3 separate regions of the Mus musculus genome follow, and regions 2 and 3 are each linked to region 1. Evidence: chromatin contacts called from public HiChIP or PLAC-seq data. All regions are on one chromosome and are shown on one strand. Each heading gives the region's core, a stretch centred on a gene start, on an enhancer-like site or on the middle of the called end of the contact. The rest is flanking DNA. Distances are from core to core; before and after follow the strand shown. Region 1 has its middle 23 kb from the start of Gm35087. Region 2 holds the start of Pycrl (pyrroline-5-carboxylate reductase-like). Region 3 holds the start of Exosc4 (exosome component 4).

Region 1 (4,967 bases), core at 1,225-3,724:
ACTTGTAATTGTTACATCAGACAGATGGGAACTGCCCAGCCCTGCCAGGGTGGGGTACCTTTCTCCTTTCTCTGTTTCCAAGGGTGTTTTATCTGCTGTTTATTTTCCTGGTTCTGTAAAAGCCTCGGGTGACACATTAATATTTCAAACGCGATTGCCAAAAACCCAAAACAAAACAACTAGCCCCAACCTGGGCACATGTGGTGCCTGAAGTTCTGGGGAGCCCCTGGCTGTCTCCCTCATGATCTGACTCCAGGGCTTCTGTATTCTCTGGGCGGTTAGGGAAGGTGATATCCAGTGTTACAGAAAGATGTACTGTGCCCTGGCAAGTGCCCATGGATCAGGTCTGCTGGTGTGCCACCGAGCCCTCTGTCCCCCTCTGAGGCTAACTATGTCCCATGTCCACTGTGGATAGGAGGCAGCTTCCCATGTTTGCTGAGCACCAGCCCAGCCCAACCCTTGGAGGACTGAGCACAGGTGCCACTCCAACCCCGCTTGGCAGGCGAGTTCATGAGGGCTCGCCCTCCTCAGGCTCAGCATGGACAGCATGACCTTGATCTCTCGGTGCCTTGTGGGACCCTGGCTGGCCATCCCACAGCAATGGAAGCTTATCCACAGTCAGCTGCATTTGTAGGCTCCAGGCAGATGGCGTAAAGAACAGCACACCTCGCCGGGCGTGGTAGTGCACGCCTTTAATCCCAGCACTCGGGAGGCAGAGGCAGGCGGATTTCTGAGTTCGAGGCCAGCCTGTCTACAGAGTGAGTTCCAGGACAGCCAGGGTTACACAGAGAAACCCTGTCTCAAAAAAATGAACAGCACACCTCGATAGGAATGGGAGGTATCCGGCTATCCACTCCAGAAGGTTCTGAGGTAGAAGAACCTCTTATCTCCAGCCCCACTCTGTCTCCCTGTCTGACACAGCAGGGTGTCCTGAGGGTCCCCAACTCCTGGGATAAAAGGGACCCAACGTGACTGAGAGAACACCAAATTTAAGATGCGTCTTATTTAAGATAGAGCCTCATTGGAGTGTGAGCCAATTGCTAGATGTTTTGTTTTAAGACAGGGTCTACCTCGCTGTATAGCTCTGGTGTCCTGGAACTCACTATGTAGACTAGGCTGACTTCAAACTCATAGAGATCTGCCTGCCTCTGCATCTGGAGTGTTGGGATGAAAGGTGTGTACGACGTTCAGCCAGTGGCTCGTCTCCGTGGACATCTCCTCAAAGGACAGGGTTTCTTGTTCTTATTCACTCAGAATAAAAGCTTTATCATGTGGAAAAGCACCTGCAAGATGGGACTTGAACATTCCTCAGCCCAGCCTCTTAAATCTATGCATTACAAAGTCAATTGCTCATCTGCAGGAGCTCTTGGAAGTCAACCATCATCTGTAAACTGACATACGGGGCATGGGGGTGGGTGAATCTTTTATCTGTATTTTTTTTTCCTTCTTTCTCTCTGAGAAGGTCTTAGTACACACAAGCTAGCCTTGACCTCATCGTGTAGCCCAAGCTGGCCTTGAACTTGACCCTCCTACTTCAACTCTCTACATGCTGGGGTTACAGGCATTTGTCACTTATATAACCCTGTATAACCCTTCCCTAATGGGGCCTCTAGGTACCCAAATGCTGGGACAGGGACATTTCTGTCTATGAGAACGTAACAGATTGGGAACACCAAGCACACAGTGGACGATTCCCACGCCCCCATCAGAGCCCTGCTTGCTGAATTCACCAGCCTTGATTCTCACACATTCCAGAGCCTGTTAGGAGGAAAGTCTGAATCCTCCAAATGACAAGAGTCAGCAAGATATCCAGGAGGGTGGTGCAGTATCAAGAGAGGGCATTTGCTGTAGGACTGGATGGGGCCACCGTTTAAAGGACTATTAGCCACAGAAGGTCAGAGAAGAATAGATGGGAGTCATTAAGGACCTTAGGCTCGTCTTCCCTTCCCTGGGTTCCTCTTTCAGGTTTGGTCAAAAGATGTTGGGCCCTGGGGCCCTGGGCGACACTGGATGGCCAGGCTGCTGGCTGGGCCCCTGTCTTCACCCTCACATCTCACCAGTTGAGGCCCTGCCTGGCCCTCCTTGAGGACAGGGGTTGCAAGAGACAGATCGGGATATATGCTAAAAGCACTTCAAATTTCTCCCCTGGCCTGACCTTTCTTCTGTCTTGGAGGCCAGCTCAGAGCTGCTCCAGCAAGGACCCCTGGGCTGAGGAGCCGCAGAGCTGCAGAGTCTCAGAGTCGCGGAGTCGCAGAGCCACCTCTGAGATGCACTGTTGTGTCACTGACTTCTCCCTTAGTTGTTTCATGACTTCATGTGTGTATTTTAACAAAGCAGCCAGGCGCTGTTATGAGACGCGTCCAGCAGAGGGTAGCAAAGGCTCTTGTTCCAACAAACTCAAGGGCTCCTGGCTCATGCGTGTTGCCAACAGAAGAAAGAGGGTATTGTGTTGGATCTGAGAGGAGCCACCTCAGCTCTTGCAGGACCAAAGGCCTGGGCAGCCTGACATCATCTCAAACAACCCGTGCCCTTGACACTTGAACACACAGCTGACCAGGGTCTCTGGAGAGACGTCGCTGTCTGGGGACAGCAAACAGCCAGTGAGTGCATCCTGGAACAGACTCTCCTCACACACAAGATTCCATATCGCCAAACACCGTGACCCCAGGCAGAAAAGCTTTAGGAAACTCATTGAATAGGAGTTCTTCTAACTGATAACTTCTCTCTCTTTTTTAAGACAGGGTCTCACTATGGAGAGGAGATGGGCCTCGAACTCACCTACCTCTGCCTCTTGAGTGCTGAGATTAAAGGCTTGTGCCACCATGCCCCTCCCCACCACTACAGACACTCTCTCTTAAAATATTTTTAGATGGATTTGCGTTTCGTGTGTGTGAGTATTTTGCCTGCATGTATGTCTTGTGTATCATGTGTGTTCTGGTATTTGTGGAAGCCAGAGGAGTCCCCTAGAATTGGAGTTACAGATGGGGTGAGCCTCCATATGGATGCCAAGAATCAAGCCTAGGTCTTCTGGAACAGTAAGCCAGTGCTCTTAATCCTGGAGTATTTATTAAAAATAGATCCCGGTTACTGCATATAATATATAAAGGAAAAGAATGTGCATTTTGTTTTATTCAAGTCTCTTTGGGCATGAGGAGGAAGATTGTATGACCAACTGGTCAAAGGAGATGAACAATAGCCCTGGAAACATAGTGGGTGCCTTATAGCCTCAGCCAGTGAACCTACAGGCCTGATTTGCATGTGACCACAAGATTGAGCAGGAAGTAGGAAAACATTGGGAAGAGAAGTCAGCCTACAGTGTAGATGACACTCAAAGCAGGTTTGGTGCCATGATGTTCCAAGATCCTCTCCCACATGACCCCTTAGGGTTGCAACCCGGCCTCTAAAGGATCTGACATTTCCCTATGCCAGCAGGCTCTAACCCTGCTAATGCTGCGACCCTTTAGTGCACTTCCTAATGTTTTGGTGACCCCCCACCCATAAGGTTATCTCACTGCTACTTTATAATGGTGATTTTGCTACTGTTATGACTCCTGATGCCAACACTTGCATCTGCTGATGGTCTTAGGCAACGTCTGTGGAAGGGTTGTTCACCACCGAAGAGGTCACGGCCCCCCATGGGTTGATAGCCTGTGCCTTCTGACATCATCTTCGGAGAATATCTCAAATGAGAGAATGTGTCTAAATCCAAAAGAAAAAAAAAGGAAAGAAAGAAAGAGAGAGAGAGAGAAGGAAAGGAAAGGAAAGGAAAGGAAAGGAAAGGAAAGGAAAGGAAAGGAAAGGAAAGGAAAGGAAAGGAAAGGAAAGGAAAGGAAAGGAAAGGAAAAAAGAGAAGCTTGAACATGAATTGTAAAACTCTAAGGGCGATGCCTCAGAGCTCCCAGCCCCAGCCCCTGACCTGCTCAGCCAAGCACTCCTTTGTTGCCCTCTGGCTATGCAAAGCTATCGCAACAGTGTATCCATTGTTTTTGGAAGGAAACTCGAGGCTTTTTTCCACATGGTCTTAAAAATATTTTATTGATCTGTGGAACTATACAAATAAAATGTCTGTATGGAAATTCTACTAAGATGTGTACTGGGTGGTGCATACATCCCCTAACATTTCAGTGCAAGAGAGCTTGAAGGTCCTCAGTGGCTGGTGCCTGCTTTCAGAGGGTTAATAACTCTGAAGACACCCAAACAAACAAACACACTAACAAACTAACAAACAAACCTGTTAGATGGGGAGAGTGCTTTTCACTTGGCAGAGATAGAGTGGTATTTAGCGACATCGGTACCACATGACGTAAGCAGAACCATCATCCACGCATGCCTCATTCATCCTACTTGGGGTTATACCTCACACGACCAAGACCCTTGTGGTAGTTTGAATAGATATGACCCCCATAGACTTATGTGTTTGAATTCATGGCCCATAGGGAGTGGCACTATTAGGAGATATAGCCTTCTTGGAGGGAGTGTGTCACAGTGGGGGTGGGCTTTGAGGTCTCCTATGCTCAAGCTCTGCCCAGTGTGGAATACAGTCTCCTTCTCTGCCTTTGGATCGAGATATAGAATTCTGGCTCCTCCAGCACCATGTCTGCCTGCACACTGCCATGCTTCCCACCATGATGATAATGGACTAAACCTCTGAAACTAAGCCAGCCCCAATTCAATGTTTTCCTTTATAAGAGTTGCCTTGGTCATGGTGTCTCTTCACAGCAATAAAGCCCTAATTGAGACAACCCTTTCCCTGGCATGAGGTGTAGGGTGGTCACTGGGACTGTGCACTGATGCCCCTGTGTCTCCAGTCACACAACAGAGGGAAGCACTGCCTTGTCCTCTTCTGGTCCACTAGGCTGTGTCACCAGTAATAGCCAGTGAGGTAATGGTATTTAGTGCCAGAGAGTGCTAAGCACTCTTACCCCACCATCAGTCAGGAAGAACCACACTGCTCTAGATGGTTGGCT
Region 2 (4,967 bases), core at 1,204-3,703, 230 kb after region 1:
CTAAGGCTGTTAGGATTGTTTCTTGACCATGAGGGGTTGGAAGTCACAGGCCCCTTGACACCTCTCAATCTTGAAATGGAGCTACTACTGTCCCCGAAGATTGGGGAGAGCAGAGAACATTTAGTCTCAAGACTCAAGAGCTACAGCCCCAGGCAGACAGAAGTGACCGTCAGCATGTGTGTAATAACCTTAAGACTTTCCCAGGTGATGAATCACCCACCAGCCACATAGCTGAAGCTGACAACGAGCTGCTGGACAAGTCAGGGTTTTCCAAAGGAACAGAACTGTTAACACATGCAAGGTGATTTATTAGGCTGCCTTACAGGATGTGTTCTGGGTAGCCGGACAATGACTAACACTGGACAGGCCAAGAATCTGGTAGCTGTTCAGTGTATAAGGCTGCATGGCCAGCCTGGCACTGAGGGCCTGGAGGACTCCTGGAGAGCTGCTGGCCTCCTGTGTATTGTGTATTTTGGCACCCTAGATGGATTTAGTGGCAAACGAGCAAAAAAAAGTTTCCTTCCATGTCCTGTTAGGGAGCTGCCACCAGAAGGCGCTGCCTTGCCTTATGGTGGATCTTCAGAAGCCACACCCATTCGACCCAGTGCCTCCTTCCCAGGCGCTCAGCCAGTCTGCTAGGTCTCATAATTTGCTCAGCTTTCTCCACTCAGCCCAACCCTCCTAGACATTCTGCCTCTCACCTCCCTGAAGTATTAAGATATCCAAATGTTTTCCCTCACCCTTGGTTCTCAGCCTGCATCTGAGGCCTTCTGTCTTCCAGCAGGACAGTCACAACCTGCCAGGTCTTTCATCCTCTTAGAGCAGTGTCAGCTGTCCCCTCCTATGTTGTACCGCCCAGCCTACCTCAGGCCCATGCCTTCCCAGCACCCATCTCCACCTTTAAACCTCACCCTCTGATGAGCATCCACCAAGCAGGCCAGGACATTAAGGAAGGAATTAAGGATGTAGCTCCCAGCCCCCAGGAAGAGCTGATCTGAGTCTATCAGAACTTGCCAGACACTCAGTTGTCCAGTGACCACCAGTCAGTGTTAAACGTGTCATTATGTCAAGAAATGCACCCTGTCCTAAGAATCAGAGTGCCTTGATCACTCTGGCCAGACAGCTGCATACACTTTCCGACAGACTTGAGGCCAAGTCTCAGCCTTGAACATTTCTGGGTGCCGCCCAGAATACACAAGTTCTTTACACTCATGTCCCTCACCCCATAGAATGGATTTTTGTCTCCATATTGAGGATTCTGCAGGTTCCCTGTTGCTACCTGAGACAGTTAATGTCTAAGAAGGAAAAGCCTTATTTAGCTGTAGTTTTTAGCTCCTGGTTTTACAGGTGTCCATCTAATGTCAGGCAGACTTAGTGCTTGTAGGCTTCAGGTGGGGTCTGGGGAAAGATTAGGAAATTATAACTCTTCACCTCGCACAGTGAGAGAGAGGGAAGGACTGGCCATCACATCCCAATTGTGGCAAGCAGGAGATGACCATCTTTACTGTGGGACCTCACAGTCCAAAGACAGCATGCACTGCCCTTCTAAGTGCTGTGTTCTAGTTTGCCTAATTATGCACATTCAAAACAAGACAGCAACAAACCACCTGTATGCTGGTGGTTGTTTGAATTGGTAATTTGGATGAGACGAAGGCTGGGATCCTGATCATTTTATTTATTTATTTATTTAGTTAGTTAGTTAGTTAGTTAGTTAGACAGGGATTCTCTCTGTGGCCTTGACTGTTCTGGAATTTGCTTTGTAGACCAGGCTGGCCTCAAACTTGAGCTCCACCTGCCTGGGACTGAGACCAAAGGTGTGTGCCACCACAGCCAGGCTTCTGATTGCTCATGAAAACCTGCCTTTTTTTCTGTTTTGGGCTTCTTGATTTGCTTGCTTTTTCTTTCCTCTGCTCTCACTTTAGCTAAATGACTATACATATAGCCAGCTAAGTGACTAAATGTCACTATATGTGGAATTCAATACAGATAACTATTTTGGTGAGACACTAAAGCACTCAAAAGTTTTTTTTAAATTAAAAAATAAGTGCTGTGTATTAGTGACTGATGGTTAGTGCTGCTTTTAATGTAGAGAACCAGAACCCACTCCGAGGACTGAACCCAAGGCACCCAAGCTAGGCAAGAGCTTGGAGTACCTACCTTACACCCCAGGCCCATCCTGGAGTGGTTCAAGCGTTTTTTGGTTTTTGTTTTTTTTGTTTTTCTCCCCCTCTAAATCTCTCTGTAAGGGTTTTGGAGAGACTCTAGCTAGCTTCAGGCTTCTCAGGAGGAATTAGACAGCCTGCTTAGGACTAGCTCCCCTTCCTTTCTCTTCTTTCCCCTCAGCAAAATCACTGACCAATGGTTTACCAAAGCTTGGGGGAAATCCCGCCTCAAGCGTCAAAATCCAAGTGTCTGCGCCCGCCCCGCCCCGCCCCGCCCCGCCCCTCTGTCCTCCCAAACCCGCCCAGTCGCTTCTGTCGGTCAAAGCAGTTCTAGTGGGCGGGACCCGCTGCCGCAAGGACGAGAGAAGGCCAGCTCAGAGCAGGATGGCGGCGACAATGTCTGAACCTCGGCGTGTGGGCTTCGTGGGTGCAGGCCGCATGGCGGAGGCCATTGCCCGAGGCCTCATCCAAGCAGGTGGGAGGCGAGGCCTGGCTGGGGGAGCTTTCGTTCTAATGGGAGGAGTTCGTAAGCCTTGGCGGGAGGGGCGCACGTGGTACACCAAGGGCCAGTAGGGTGAATTCGCTGGTTTCCTGGGTGAGAATCATACATCAGGACTCTATTAAGGCCTCCAGGATCGCTGGATGAGTCCGCAGTCCCTTCCCAGGCCGGTGAGTGGGCATGTTAGGCGAGGTGTGGGGGAAAAAAACCAAAAAAAACCAGTTCATTTATTTAACATTGATTGTATTGGTGAATATTCCTTTAAATGTATTGCATTAAAGAATATTACGATTGACTTCACGTGTGACTTCTTTGTAGTGGAGTTTGCTTGTTTCTTTTCTTTTCTCTTCTTCTCTTCTCTTCTCTTCTCTTCTTTTCTTTTCTTTTCTTTTCTTTTCTTTTCTTTTCTTTTCTTTTCTTTTCTTTTCTTTTCTTTTCTTTTCGAGACAGGGTTCATTTGGCCTGGAACTCCCAGGTAGACCAGGCTGATCCTGAACTCAGGGATCCACCTTTTTCTGCCTCCCAGAGTGTTGGAATTAAAAGTGTGAGCCACTCGCTGACTCGCTTTTAACTTTTTATCTCCTTAATGTGGCTGCGAGTTTCTAGTTCCATATGTGGCTCAAATCGTGCCTTAGATTGAACCGACTTAATGCCAAGTTAAATGTCTGACGTCCTGGCCTCTTCCTCCTCAGCCTCTGGCTTAACCAAAGGCTACCCATTCCTCAGCCCCCACTCTCAGAGGTGGGCAGCTGTGAGGACACTCGGGAGGAAGAGGATTGGCCCTGTGCTCTGAAGAGTGCCTGCTATCGCTGGTTTGTCATTTCTTTATGGCAACAATACCTTGAATTTGAAGACTGACGTTTCTCCACCAGTTCCAAATGTCTGCTACCTGGAGCTTGAGGGGTATGGTGGGGAGAGAGGCAAACTCTTCCGGGCTGAGGACTGCTGGTGTATATAACTGATGTTTTACTGGCCCAGCACGGCTGTACAGTATTTAGAAAACTTTATGAACAGATTGCGGGTAGAGGAAGTTGGTGACCTTTGGCTCTCTGCTTTCAGTTGTATTTCAAAGTCCAGAGGCCCATGATCATGGGAGGAGGGCTTCCTACAAGCCTTAGCAGTTTACACGTCGAACCTGGCAGTTCACCTGCCTCTTGCTGCTACACACACTGTCACTGACATCATTAGCTCCCTGGGGAAGGTTTTAGCATGCACTTCTGTCTGGCCCAGGCTTTCTACCCCTATATCCTCCAAAACCAGGTGGTGTCCACCAGAGGGGCCACTTCGTTTCCCCAGGACACACCAGCTCACTTGCCTGTTAGGTCTTTATCAGACTGGCTTTGTTTGTTTTTGTTTTAAGACAAGGTTTCTCTATGCAACCCCCTGGCTGTCCTAGAACTCACTCTGTAGACCAGGCTGGCCTGGAACTCAGATTCACCTGTCTCTTCCTAGATGCTGGGATTAAAGTCATATACCACCATCACCAGGCTAAGATCAGCTTTTTTAAAAATTATATGTTTGAGTGTTTTATCTGTTTAGGCACTGTGTGTGTGTCTATGTGTGTGCTTGCATGCTTACACACTCCGTGTCTTCAGAAGCCAGAAGAGGGCACCGGTTCCACTGGAGGTAGACTTATCAATGGTTGTCAGCTGCCCAAGTGGGTTGTAGGAACCTATCCCAGGTCATCTTCAAGAGCAGCAAATACTCTCAGCTGCTAAGCTGTCTCTCCAGACCTTTATTACTAACTCTCTTGCTATCCACCATGCAACCCTAGCTCTGGCGTTCCTTCAGAGGTTTTGCATTTTGGCCAAAAGACCTAAATGTTCCAGTCAGCTGCCCCTTCCCTGAAAGCGGAGACCCTTGGGCTTTGTTTCTTGTTAAGATCAGGCGGGTTCCTGGTCCCAGTGTCCAACAGAAACGGCAGTGCTATTTAAGTACGATGAATTGACTTGATCAGCCCCAAGGACAAGCAACCCTAAGGAGCCTTAGGCTCACACTGGGCTGGGCAAGCTGTGTCCTATCTTCCCAGTCCTTACCAGCTCTCGTCCTTCTGTCCAGGCAAAGTAGAAGCTAAACAAGTGCTGGCCAGTGCACCAACGGACAACAACCTCTGCCACTTCAGGGTGAGTGGGACCTAGAGGGCCTTGTCTTTCTGAAGCATTTATCAGGGGCAGGTATGGCAGACGGTTTGAGATGGTTTGGTCTGTCCAGGGGAACTAGGCGTCAGAGGCCAGGAAGAAAGTTCTGGAAGGACTAGCATAGATGCAGTGTGTGTCTTATGTAGGGTGGGTGTGGACACTCATTAG
Region 3 (4,967 bases), core at 665-3,164, 170 kb before region 1:
GCAGCATCTCAGACAGCCCACATAGCTTTAAGCTCCGCCCCCGGGGGAGGGGTTTGACGGTGCAGGTAGCTCACCTGCACGTAGATGTCGATCTGAGAGCGGGGGTGCAGCTGTGTGAGGATGGCTGCCTCGAAGGTCTGTCGTAGCTGCAGCCCCATCTCACAAGACTTCCGGTCTCCATGAGGCCTTCGCTTGCGCTCACCTGTGCTGAAGGTGGCTGAACTGTACTGACAGTTCACTAGAGCCCGGTCAGGCAGGGCTCGAGACCGGGAGCCCCGGATCTAGAGGAAAAAGAATGAATGAGCCAGGCCTGCCTACCTCCTGGGACGCACTCGATGGCTCAACCTTCCTCCTCCTCTTTCTAAAGTGCTAAAACAAACAAACAAAACCCCAGCTACTCTGGTTCCAAATCATAGCTGAGTGGGGGGGGGGGGCTACTTCTCAACCTAAGCCAAAGCATTGTCACCTTTAGCAGCCAACTCTTTGTTCTTCAGTTTCTCCATTTCCTCCCAAATTATTCCCATTGTGGCCACCATGATTACAAACATCTGGTTTGACTGTGTAACCCACACACTAATATTTTACTTACCTTCCAGAAGCTTCCCATTACAGTAATGTAAAAGAAAAAAAATCTCAATTTCCCTGACTTTCAAAGCCCTGGGTCCTCACCTCCTTGGTAACTCCTCAACTCTATTTGATCTACTGTCCCTCTCCCTACCAAGTCTTCCCTCATGTGTTCTATACCTGATCATCCACCTAGAAAGCCGAGCTCCATATGCTAGCAAACCTTAAAATGTGCACATTTGCCAGCCTTGCTACAGCACTGCGACACAGCAATAAAGGCAGATAATTTAATGTCCTTGTTTTAGGAGTTTATGTTCCCGTAGAGAAACAAGCAAGGTGGAAGACCCAGGAAAATCGATGTAGTAGGTGCAGAAATAGCCTGAGAGGCCTTTTCCTGACAAGATGTGGGAAGAATGAGCTGAAGGAACAGGGAGTGAGTGGAGCTTCGCCAGGCTGGCTGAGGCACCTCAGAGATGAAGCGGGCAGCCCGTGAGAAAAAAAAAAAAAAAAAAAAAAGGCTAAGCAGAGGGCCCACTGAGACGGAGGACTTAAGCTGTAAGACACAGGTATATTCCCTCGAGGTGGGATCACAAGCCCCCGGTCCCTGCATGAGACAAATCATAGTGGCTGAGGGCAATCTGAAGCAGCTCCATACCCCACACGTGGGATCAAAACAAAAACATAATCACATAACATAACTGGGTTCTTAAAGAAACCGATATTCTCAGTACCTCACGGGGCCTAACACACAAATTTGAGGGCCATGTTAGGGACGCAATTTTCCTGAGAACTCAGGGCATAATTATATTCACTGCTTAGAGGATGCAACACAAAGAGGACTGAAATGGAAGTCGGCCAAGAGAAAGAGCTCGTAAGATGAAGTCAAAAGAAGCCAGGTTCTCACATCATCCCCGCTACAACACGTTGGGACAACCTGTGTGAGATGCTTTCTGCCGGGAGGCCCACAGGGACTCAGATGGGATTGTAGTATACTGCTGCATGGGCTCAGGAGTTAAGCCGTACGACTTAGGTCTCCTCCCTTGATGTGCGGCCAGGAGCCCCCGGTCCCCGCCGCTTACTCGCCTCGTGCGGCCCGTAGACCACCGCCAGTGCCTTGGTGTTGCCCTGCTCGATGTAAGCCGAGCCATCGGCCTGCGCAAACACGCCCATCCGCGCCTGGATCTTGCGCAGCTCCCCCGCGCGGCGACCGTCTATCCGGTAACCCTGATCGGACAGGAGCTCCAGCCCGGCCATGATGTACAGTCCTGACTCCGCCTCCGACAGCTCGACCTGGACCTTCAGGACTACGACTTCCGTCGGTACGTTTCCTTTTCAGTCTCGGTGAACTATAGCTTCCGGTAGCCTAGTCGCTTTCCGGTCAAAGGGAACTGCGGCTTGTGGCATCCCCGGCTTTCTGAATGTTCGACTTAAGCCTTTCAGTTCCGGGAAACGGAAGGCCCGAGGCGAACGGGTTTTTGTGCTTCTCCCGGGTTGTTGGAGTAGGTACGCCAAGAAGACTGGCTTCCGGACGTCTTTGGTTTGTTGGAGATGCTGGCCCGAGCAGAGACATTTTTTGGTCTTATTTTTTTTAATTGTATATCTATTTTTATTGTATGAGTGTTTACTTGCTTGTATGTCTATTCGTCACATGTGTGCTTAGTGCTGTGGAAGTTAGAAGAGGGCGTCAGATCCCATGGATCAGGAACTACAGGCAGCTGTGAGCCACTGTGTGAGTGCTGCGGAATCAAACCTGGTCCTCTGCCCGCGTGGTTTTTACCGTGGTCAGTTTAGCTAAGCACAGTTGTTTGTTACACATGATTATTATCTCTGTGGCTTAGTTTGTTTGTTTGTTTTTTTTTCCTTTTTTCATTTCCTTGGTTAAATCCATAAGTTTCCCTCCCTTACCTTGCCCAATAAGTTTCTCTATCACTTGAATACAAACACAAAGGGCCTGCAGTTGTATATATGCATCTGTATAGTAGGGCTTGAAATTCTGATTTTTTTTTCTGATTATTTTTAAAGTGTGTTTTTAGATGTTTATTTATTGTTATATCTAAGTACACTGTAGCTGTCTTCAGAAACCAGAAGAGGGCGTCAGATCTCATTACGGGTGGTTGTGAGCCACCATGTGGTTTCTGGGATTTGAACTCAGGACCTTTCTTTGGAAGAGCAGTCAGTGCTCTTATCCACTGAGCCATCTCACCAGCCCGGAATTCTGATTTATTTTTAAGGATTGGGTCATTTAGTATACACTTTTTTGGAGTGTTTTCACTCGGAATATGAAATCAACAGTCCTCAGGTTTTGTTGTTGTTGTTATAGATAAAAGATAGATTCACAGAAAGAACACTGAGCTGAAATTACTCTTCAGGTGGGCCTTATTAGGAGAGTTAGGGCACCGCTGTCACAGACAGCAACGATGCACCCTTGTGGGCAAGAATATTCAAAGGAGTATGCTCTGGAGAGATGAGTGTGACATAGAACAACACAGGTGTCCTGGAGGGAAGGCGCATTCAGTTCTGAAGAGTTAGGAGAGTTAGAACATCACACCAGCCAGCTGGAGCGGCTCAAGCCTTTAATCCTAGCACTCAGAAGGTGGGAGCAGGCAGATCTCTGAGTTCCAGGCCAGCCTGCTCTACAGAGAGTTCCTGGACTACACAGAGAAATACAGTCTCACACAAAAAACAAAACCAAACAAAAAAACAAAAACAAAACAAAACAAATAAAAACCCAGAAAAACAAAAACAAAAAAACCCCAATGCATAAACAAACAAAACCACCAGGACCCATATGTGAACAGAACTCTTCCTCCTATTCCTCTTCTTCCTCCTCGTCCTCCTCACAGAAGTTGTGGTCTAATGGCCTCCATGCCTACACCATGGCAGGCACCCCTGTCATTTCCCCAGATAAATAAAATGTAAAAATAATGTCTAGCAGTAATTCAAAGCTGTCTTGTGTCTGGGGAGGGAAAGAACTCTGAGTATTACAGGGTCATAGCAGCTTTTTATCAGCTCTCTGTCCCAAAAGAGACTGTTTAGGGAGGCAGAGGGACTGTCACCTACCTGTCTTGTTACTCTTACAATTCTAGCTTAGTATATTCTAACCTTTCATGTCAGTCCAGTACAACAGAAAGAAGAAGAGAGACACACCATTCCTACCCCAGCACCTCTCCTTGTATCTGTCTCATAGTGACCATTGTCATTAGCAGGGAGCTTTACCCTTTTCACCTGCCGCCCCCCCCCCCCCCGTCATCCAGTCCATTTAGTGCCTAAGGAAATGTATGTCACTACCCAAAATTAAAAAATTAAAGCAGTGAGCTTAGTGTATAGAATACCGAGAAGAGAGGGTGGATGAGTCCCAAGGTTGAACATCCCAAGACATATGCAACCAGTGCTGGGGACACCCCCCCCCAGCTCCATGAGAGGTCTGTCAACATTTAACCTCAAGAAAAGCAGATAGGTTGGAGAAATGGTCTACCACACAGACCCCAACCCTAACACTTACAACATGGCTGCTCACAGTGTACTGTGTATAATGGCTGGACGCCAGTTACTAAGAGAGCCAGCTCCCTCTGATGCAGCTTGGCTGAGCCATCTTCAGCGCTTGACCCTCTGCAGCTGGACTGGGCTGCTTCCATGTGGAGCCTTTTTACCAGGGTAGCCTGAGCACCTGCCATCCCTGTTAGGGGTTGTTTATCTTGTGCATTGCTGGTTATACTAAACTGCCTCAGGAAATCCAAAGGCCCTCTACCCCATCGTGTGGCGAAAGCTTCAGCCACTTAGAATAGCCAGAATCAAGCTGGTCTTCGGCCTGAGGAGTCTGAAGGAAGTTGGTGGCCACTCCAGCCTCCAGCTCCATAGCACCCTCATCAGGCCTCTTAATGAAAGTGTCCTTCCACCTCTTAGGACCTCAGTCTGGCAGCATCAGGGTCAAGGTCTGAGGCCACTGCCCCTCACAGGCTGGCTCCTCTGGCCCATAGTCTAGTTGCAGAACCAGGATAGATCTCAGATTCAGTTTTTCTTTTGCTTTAGGTTTTTGATCAATTGCCTGACAAAAAGGTTTTGGGAGAGTTCACAGCGGCTGGGACTTTCCAGGATTTGGTAGTTGAAAATCAGAAAGACAAAGCGGCTTGTGCTCACCTGCCCCCCCCCCCCTTTTCAGTGTGAGGCCCCAGCCCATGGGGCAGTGTACCCATTTCAGGGTGAATCTTCGCTCTTCAGTAGTCCTCCTCTGGAAATGCTTACTAAAAACACTCCTGAAAGTGTGCCGCACTCACGACTTAGAGATCTCTCTCTCCTTGTGTGTGTGTGTGTGTGATATGATGCATACCCTGGTATCTGAGAGTGCCCACAAAGGCCAGAAGAGGGTATTGGATTGGAGCTGGAGCTACAGACAGTTGCATCCA

The links. HiChIP or PLAC-seq counts read pairs in DNA pulled down with a chosen protein or histone mark.
Region 2: a contact with region 1 is called in an HNF4G HiChIP or PLAC-seq map of pancreatic cancer cells. The contact joins the promoter of Pycrl here to the enhancer-like site in region 1. A contact is called at or near these places in 8 of 39 promoter capture datasets (the 3T3-L1 cell line, 3T3-L1-derived adipocytes, the SN4741 cell line and 3 more), 1 of 15 datasets of contacts at CTCF or cohesin (the NIH/3T3 cell line), 11 of 484 Hi-C or Micro-C datasets (the CH12 cell line, the N1E-115 cell line, brain and 6 more), 15 of 115 datasets of contacts at active chromatin or transcription factors (bone marrow-derived macrophages, cardiomyocytes, craniofacial prominence and 9 more) and 2 of 9 other capture datasets (embryonic stem cells and pancreatic islet).
Region 3: a contact with region 1 is called in a FOXA1 HiChIP or PLAC-seq map of pancreatic cancer cells. The contact joins the promoter of Exosc4 here to the enhancer-like site in region 1. A contact is called at or near these places in 2 of 39 promoter capture datasets (cranial neural crest and liver), 3 of 115 datasets of contacts at active chromatin or transcription factors (the SCID.adh cell line, embryonic stem cells and pancreatic cancer cells) and 3 of 9 other capture datasets (adipose tissue, liver and pancreatic islet).

The regions. Positions count from the first base shown.
Region 1 is chr15:76,153,523-76,158,489 of GRCm38.p6, reverse strand. No RefSeq gene overlaps it. Among named protein-coding and RNA genes, the nearest start is that of Gm35087, 23 kb to the right of the region's middle. Within about 2 kb of position 2,474, at least 82 of the 459 cell types and tissues checked have an H3K27ac peak or open chromatin away from gene starts, as enhancers often do. A contact at or near this core is called in the N1E-115 cell line, the SCID.adh cell line, brain and 7 more, where this site is marked.
Region 2 is chr15:75,919,046-75,924,012 of GRCm38.p6, reverse strand. Pycrl (pyrroline-5-carboxylate reductase-like) reads left to right here and starts at 2,453. Exons shown (of 6, transcript NM_025412.2): 1 at 2,453-2,637; 2 at 4,720-4,784. The coding sequence starts at 2,547.
Region 3 is chr15:76,324,344-76,329,310 of GRCm38.p6, reverse strand. It overlaps Exosc4 (exosome component 4), which reads right to left and starts at 1,914. Exons shown (of 3, transcript NM_175399.4): 1 at 1,648-1,914; 2 at 75-281. The coding sequence starts at 1,818. It also overlaps a transcript of Oplah not described here.